Regions from separate parts of the Mus musculus genome. Here region 1 is linked to region 2. A link is a contact called in public HiChIP or PLAC-seq data. All regions are on one chromosome and are shown on one strand. The core of a region is the stretch at or near the end of the contact, and the rest is flanking DNA. Distances in the headings are between cores, read along the strand shown. Region 1 holds the start of Ipo8 (importin 8). Region 2 overlaps Dennd5b (DENN/MADD domain containing 5B).

Region 1 (2,899 bases), core at 190-2,689, 160 kb after region 2:
CAGGCAGACACTAGGCAGGAACCAGAAGCTGTTGTTCAATCCTGAAGAAATTGCCAGGTTCACCAGCAGAAGCTACTAGCTGCTGCAGGAACTTCACAAGCAGTTCTTGGACGAATTTTTCTCAGTGCTGGTGTTACCACAAGTTGAACGCAACAATAGAAGGCTCATAGAGTGTTAGCAAGGCAGAGCAAACCAACGCTCATTGCTTGTTTCCCACTGTCTTTGGGGGTCATATTTATACTCCTTCATCAAGCATCCTTTCACGTGTTTGCTATATCAAGACATCCTTTCACCTGTGTCTGCTAGAGGAAAAACTTTTTTCCTGTGTCTGCTCCAGCAAAATATCCTTTTACCTGTGTCTGCTTTAGCACTGACATCCACCTGTGTGCTCCTGCAAACCATCATTTGACATAACTTTCCAAAGAAACTAGATGTTTCCACTCAAAGGTCTATTAGAGTTGATATCATAAGTAAAGGAAATTGGGGGTGCAGGTAGCAAAGGTAACATTTCAAATTGAAAATGCATTTTTCATTCTGATGGCTGTGTGCATAATGGACTGAAATGGGCATTGCTGGAAGCAATCAGTCATATAGCATACATCCTGTCTCATTTTCTACACTGTTCTTAAATTTAATTGAACCAATACATCGTAATTATATGCTCCTTGGAGGATCACATCTCAGCAGCATTTGCCCACAATCATCTTTACTTTATGTTTTGTATGCTTTGCAGTTGTAGATGGAAACAGCATAACCCTTCTTGCCTTTCACAGTGAAAGTCTGGACATTTTGGGCACTTTTGGTCATATAGTTTCCTTGACTACTGCATTTTTGTGTTTTTACACTCTAAAGAGAAACACACACACACACACACACACACACACACATTTGATTATCTATTAGATTTTGAGTTTTCATACATACAAACCTGCATTAAATTTTATCTTGTTATTATAACATGGTGCCTGTCTGTAAACATTTTTAACAAATGTTCAAAGAATGAATGGCAGGATAAAGGGTGGCGCTCAAACATTAAAGGAAACCTCTTCTGTAAGCTACGTAAGTTCAGGATTCCAGTAAGTTTGTCTTGAAACAGCTCAGTTGTGATGTTCAGAGTTCTCGAACAAAAAGTACCACTCCCTTTAGATATGCCTAATTTGCAACAACTGTAAATAGATGCCAGGCCAATTAACTTACTTTGGTCACACCAGTGGGTGGACAAGCTAGGATTTCCGTACCGCATCATGGCGGCCGTCTGCGGGAGTCTGGTGTTTGGAACAAACTTGAGCGACTTCCTGTAGCAGCACCGCTGTGCAATGAATGCCGGCTCCTGAGACGAGCATCATGGCGTCTCTGGCGGGTGCTGGTCAGTGCAGCACGCCAGGGGAAGAGGCAGCCGTAAAGGAGTCTCCGTTTCCTCTTCCACCTCCCACCGGCTGTCGTAAAAGGTGAATGGAGAGAGAGTTGTCGGGGGGAAGGAGGGAGGACAGGGGGCGCGGAGTCAGAGTGGCGCAGCAAGTAGCTGCAGGCGGTGGTGGCAGCGGCAGGGGGTGGGGGTGAGGTGGTCCCCTGAGGTAGAGGGGGCCAAAAAGGGCCAGGAGACATCCCGGCTGCAACCCGGCCTGCTGGCTCTGGGACCCGAGCTCCCGCCCGCGGACATGGACCTCAATCGGATCATCCAGGCGCTGAAGGGCACTATCGACCCAAAGCTGAGAATTGCAGCTGAGACGGAGCTTAACCAGGTGAGCGAGGGGCTGCCCCTCTTTCTCTTTTTCCTACTCTTCTCCCTTCTCTCCCTCTCTCCTCCAACCCCAGCCTGAGACCAGGACCCCTGCGGAGCAACTGGAGCACCTGTTGGCTATCTGTCCTTTTCTTGGTGCACTTGCTCAGTTCTCTTGGACACATAGCACAAAGAAGCTACGAAACCATTGATAGTGGTCTTTGGGTGTGTTTTCTTTTCCTTTAATGCGCTTACGTGGAGACGCGGTGGGAAAATTCACCAAAGCTAAGCTAGCTTTTCTCCGGACCCGCCCTTTTCAGGTGTTGCTGTCGGAAACCCTGCCCCTCGCCTGCTTCTGGCGGTGGCAGTGTGGATCATGGCACAGTATTGCTGGAGCGCTGGGCAGCACTGTCCGAGAGAGTTCTAGGAAGGGCACGCGGTTTCCCCGTACCATTTCAAAGACTGGGCCGGCCAGTAATACAATATTTGAGGCATTTCTTTGGAATACTGAAATGTGTGTGACTTTGCTTTAGCTGCTTTCCATTTTTCTAAGCAGTCTAGACATTCATTGTTCCAGTGTTACTCTCGTCTTTTTTTTTTTTTTTTTTTTTTTTTTTTGTCCATACCATACTTCTCCCTCCTCCTCCTTTTTTTTCTTCCTTTCATTTCAGAGACAGGGTCTCACTGTGTAGTTCTGGTTAACCTGGAATTCTGTGTTAAACAGGCTGGTTTGGAACTCATAAATCTGCCTGTTGCTTCTGCCTCTGCCTCTAGTCTGCTGGGTTTAAAGGTGTGTGTTACCACATCTGGCCCAACCTTTCAGAATTGTAATATCACAAGCTCTGGTTCTGCTCATGTAAGAGGGACTATCATCCTCTTACTAAAATGTACAAATTAAAATTTCCTTACATGGCTTGACAATTGAGCTTGCTACAAGTGTGAAGGGATATTCCTTAATTAGTGGATCTTGAGGGGTTGCTAAGACCAGTGGCCTATGCTTCTCTGAAAACGGTTGGGTATGCAAATTATGGGCTTCATCCCTGATGTAAAGAACCTGAAAACCTGGGAATAGAAACAAGTTTGTGTTTTAAGTGGCTCCCCAGGCAATTCTGTGCCTCCTGAAGTATAAGGATTCTTCTTGGCCAGTGTGTTTGCCCTAGTAGAGGTTTGTTTTTGTTA
Region 2 (2,988 bases), core at 55-2,554:
AAAGGTCCTGAGTTCAGTTCCCTGCAACCATATGGTGGCTCACAACCATCTATAATGAGATCTGATTCCCTCTTCTGGTATGTCTGAAGACAGCTACAGTGTACTCATATAAATAAAATAAATCTTTAAGAAAAATAAAATGCATAGTGAGAAGCAGAAGAGAGATTTATTCCATGTGCCCATATTGGGAAGAGAGAGAGAAATATATACACCCAATCATCCTAGGGTTTTGAGGAACAGGATTGAATTGTATTGTTTCAACAGGCTGATAATTAAAGGGAAAGACACAAGGGGGAGCCAGTTACACTGTATCTGTTAGAGCTCAAGTCCTGTGTCTGTTTGGTCTGTAGGGATCACCTGCTTCCACAGTGGATTCCATTGCTAGCAGAATGTCCTGCCATCACCCGAATGTATGAAGAGAATGCACTGCTTCGAGACCACATGACTGTCAACTCCCTTATCCGAATTCTTCAGACCATTCAGGATTTCACCATAGTCTTGGAAGGATCACTAATCAAAGGAGTGGATGTGTAAAGCAGCCGGCAGAAACTCTTCATCTACCCCTGGCTCCTGAAGCTTCCGTAACTATGGGGACCTATCTGGACCGGTCTGACCATAGTGAGCACTGCCGGGGCAGTGCACTGGAAGCCCCAGTTTGAACAGTCTCCACTCTGCAGACAAGGCAAAGTGCTGTATTGTAGTTCATTTGAACCTGAAATTTAGTATAAAATAGAGTATTTTCATGTGTTAGAAGTGTGTAAATATGCTATCTTTAAGAAATTATATTACTCTAATAAGATACTTTTCTTAGATTGAATATCCCTGTGACTTAAAATAAGTAGTTTAAAAATGTTGGGGGTGGGGAAAGCGGTGCTAGTCAGGAAGAAGCCAGTAAATGTGTACATAGTGCAACCCAGGAAGGCTTCTTTTTCCCTCCAGGTCTCACAAAGGAACCAGAATGCTTTGTCCTGAAGCAGCCATCCCTCCTGGAGTCCCATCCTGTGTGTGGTGAATGTATACAGCTTTACATAGTGTACAGCAGTCCTCATTGTACCTTTTAAGTTATAAACCATTTAATACATTTGAATTATGAGTAATTTTTTTAGTTTTTGGGAACGTTTTTCATTGGCATAAGGAAAAGATAATTAAAGTATTTTAAATATCAGACCCCAGCAAGGCATAGTGGCGCACTCCCAGCACTAGGGAGGCAGGGGCAGGTGCATCTGAGTTGCAGACCAGACAGAGCTACATAGCAAGACCCTATCTCAACAGAGAGAGAGAGAGAGAGAGAGAGAGAGAGAGAGAGAGAGAGAGAGAGCGCAAATACCAGATCCCAAGAGCTTGGCTAATTGGAAAGCAAACACAAGAAGCCCTGAGAAGCATGGGACTTTAACTTCTTTACTTTTGAAAGATTAGCCTGGAGGCTTCGTTCTTGGAATTTTTATTACTGTTCTTTGATAGGGCTTTTGAGATAATGAATTTTAGTATCAATCATATAGCCATAACTGTAAGAAACAGTGTGACTTTTAACTTGGCCATCTAAACTCTTTAAGTGGAGCTAAACTACCAGCCCAGTCTTTGTTAGGTTCCAGCCACTCCCTCTGTCCGCCCCATCCCCCCTCTCAGGAAATAAAAGGAATGTGGGAGAAGGAGGAGGTCTCAGTGTGATTTGGAATGCTTTTGTGAAGGTATTTGTTGACCATGATAATGCAAATAACAGAAGCTGAGAGAAAGAATGAAGCCTTTCTGGGTGTTTCAGGGAAATGTAAAGCAATTGTCCCAGAGAAGTTAAAAGCCACTGTGGCAGACTGAGGAGTGAATTTGACTCAAGAGACAATTTAGGAACTCCTGAAACCTTTCTAGTTTGATAGCTTATTTATTTTTTTGTTAAGCAAATGTTAGCAACTACATAAATCTTTATCTTTTGGTGAGTAAGTTTCGGAACTCTAATTAGGCACCGATACCTTGTTAGTAGCAAAATTGCCTCGGCAGAGCTCCAGGTTTTATTCCCTGTTGTAGCTGAAAACCCAAGCCATGGCCTCTCAGGATCCGTGTGCAATCTCAGGGCCCTGGGCTCTTGCCAGCAGTGCTGTTTTCCTGTTTACTGGAGGAAGGGACTAATAGATCAAGTACCTCATGCCCTTTATCAGAAACTCTGAAGAAAAGGGTTGCTGAGGATACATTTACACACCCATGGAAAGAAAGGGCTTAGAACATGTCTCTAGATGACCTGTGTAACCCAGTGGTTTGTTTACTTAGAATAAGGGTGTTTATAGTAGAATGAGAGTATTCTAGAGACCAATCTACTTACTATAGGAAACATCCACAAATTAAGATACAGTCCATCCCAGGGTTTTATTGCTGTCTTTTCCCATGGGGCCATCCTGATGCTGAGCGCTTGGTGGACTTTTAAGTCAGTGTTCCACAGTTGAGTCCCAACAGCAAGTACAGCCTCTTCATTTTATAGGTGAAAATAGGACACTTCAAATCAAAGACTTTGTATTCTTGCCCTCTCCCCCTTGACAACACAAGGGTTAGAATTTATGCTTTTTACCACACCCGAGAGCATGAAACCAACCTCGGAGACATTCTTACTCAGGATCATTTCTTCTGTTGAATCTTCAGTCAACTGTACAGATAGGAAGCTATGTTTCTGTGATGCAGAATAATAAGGACTGAAGCTTGCCTTGCCGCGTTAGATTGTTTTGTTGTTGTTTGTGAAACAGGATCTCACTGTATATCCCTGGCTGGCCCTGGAACTTCATTTGTAGACCAGGCTCACCTGGAGAGATCTACCTCCTAAGTGAGGGATTCATGTGAGAGCCCTGCCTACCAAACTGTTCTTAATCTCTTAGGCATTACATCTGTGGTTAAAAAATGGGAGCAGAGTTGCATTCCAGCTTAAGTTTAAAACTGTTACTTAAAGTAGTACCAAAAAAACAAAAAATTACCTATAAAGTTTTTTGTTCCACATGATGTCCTTTGGAT

The links. HiChIP or PLAC-seq counts read pairs in DNA pulled down with a chosen protein or histone mark.
Region 1: a contact with region 2 is called in an H3K27ac HiChIP or PLAC-seq map of embryonic stem cells, with 12 read pairs. The contact joins the promoter of Ipo8 here to the enhancer-like site in region 2. A contact is called at or near these places in 9 of 484 Hi-C or Micro-C datasets (cumulus cells, embryonic stem cells, liver and 3 more), 6 of 115 datasets of contacts at active chromatin or transcription factors (embryonic stem cells and extraembryonic endoderm stem cells) and 3 of 9 other capture datasets (adipose tissue, liver and pancreatic islet).

The regions. Positions count from the first base shown.
Region 1 is chr6:148,830,007-148,832,905 of GRCm38.p6, reverse strand. It overlaps Ipo8 (importin 8), which reads left to right and starts at 1,439. Exons shown (of 25, transcript NM_001081113.1): 1 at 1,439-1,742. The coding sequence starts at 1,659. It overlaps 2610017A05Rik (a long non-coding RNA gene), which reads right to left and starts at 1,286. Exons shown (of 2, transcript XR_869626.1): 1 at 1,198-1,286; 2 at 1-41.
Region 2 is chr6:148,991,252-148,994,239 of GRCm38.p6, reverse strand. It overlaps Dennd5b (DENN/MADD domain containing 5B), which reads left to right. Exons shown (of 21, transcript NM_177192.3): 21 at 351-2,988. The coding sequence ends at 534. Among named protein-coding and RNA genes, the nearest start is that of Gm25539, 25 kb to the right of the region's middle. Within about 2 kb of position 1,304, at least 58 of the 459 cell types and tissues checked have an H3K27ac peak or open chromatin away from gene starts, as enhancers often do. A contact at or near this core is called in embryonic stem cells, extraembryonic endoderm stem cells and olfactory sensory neurons, where this site is marked.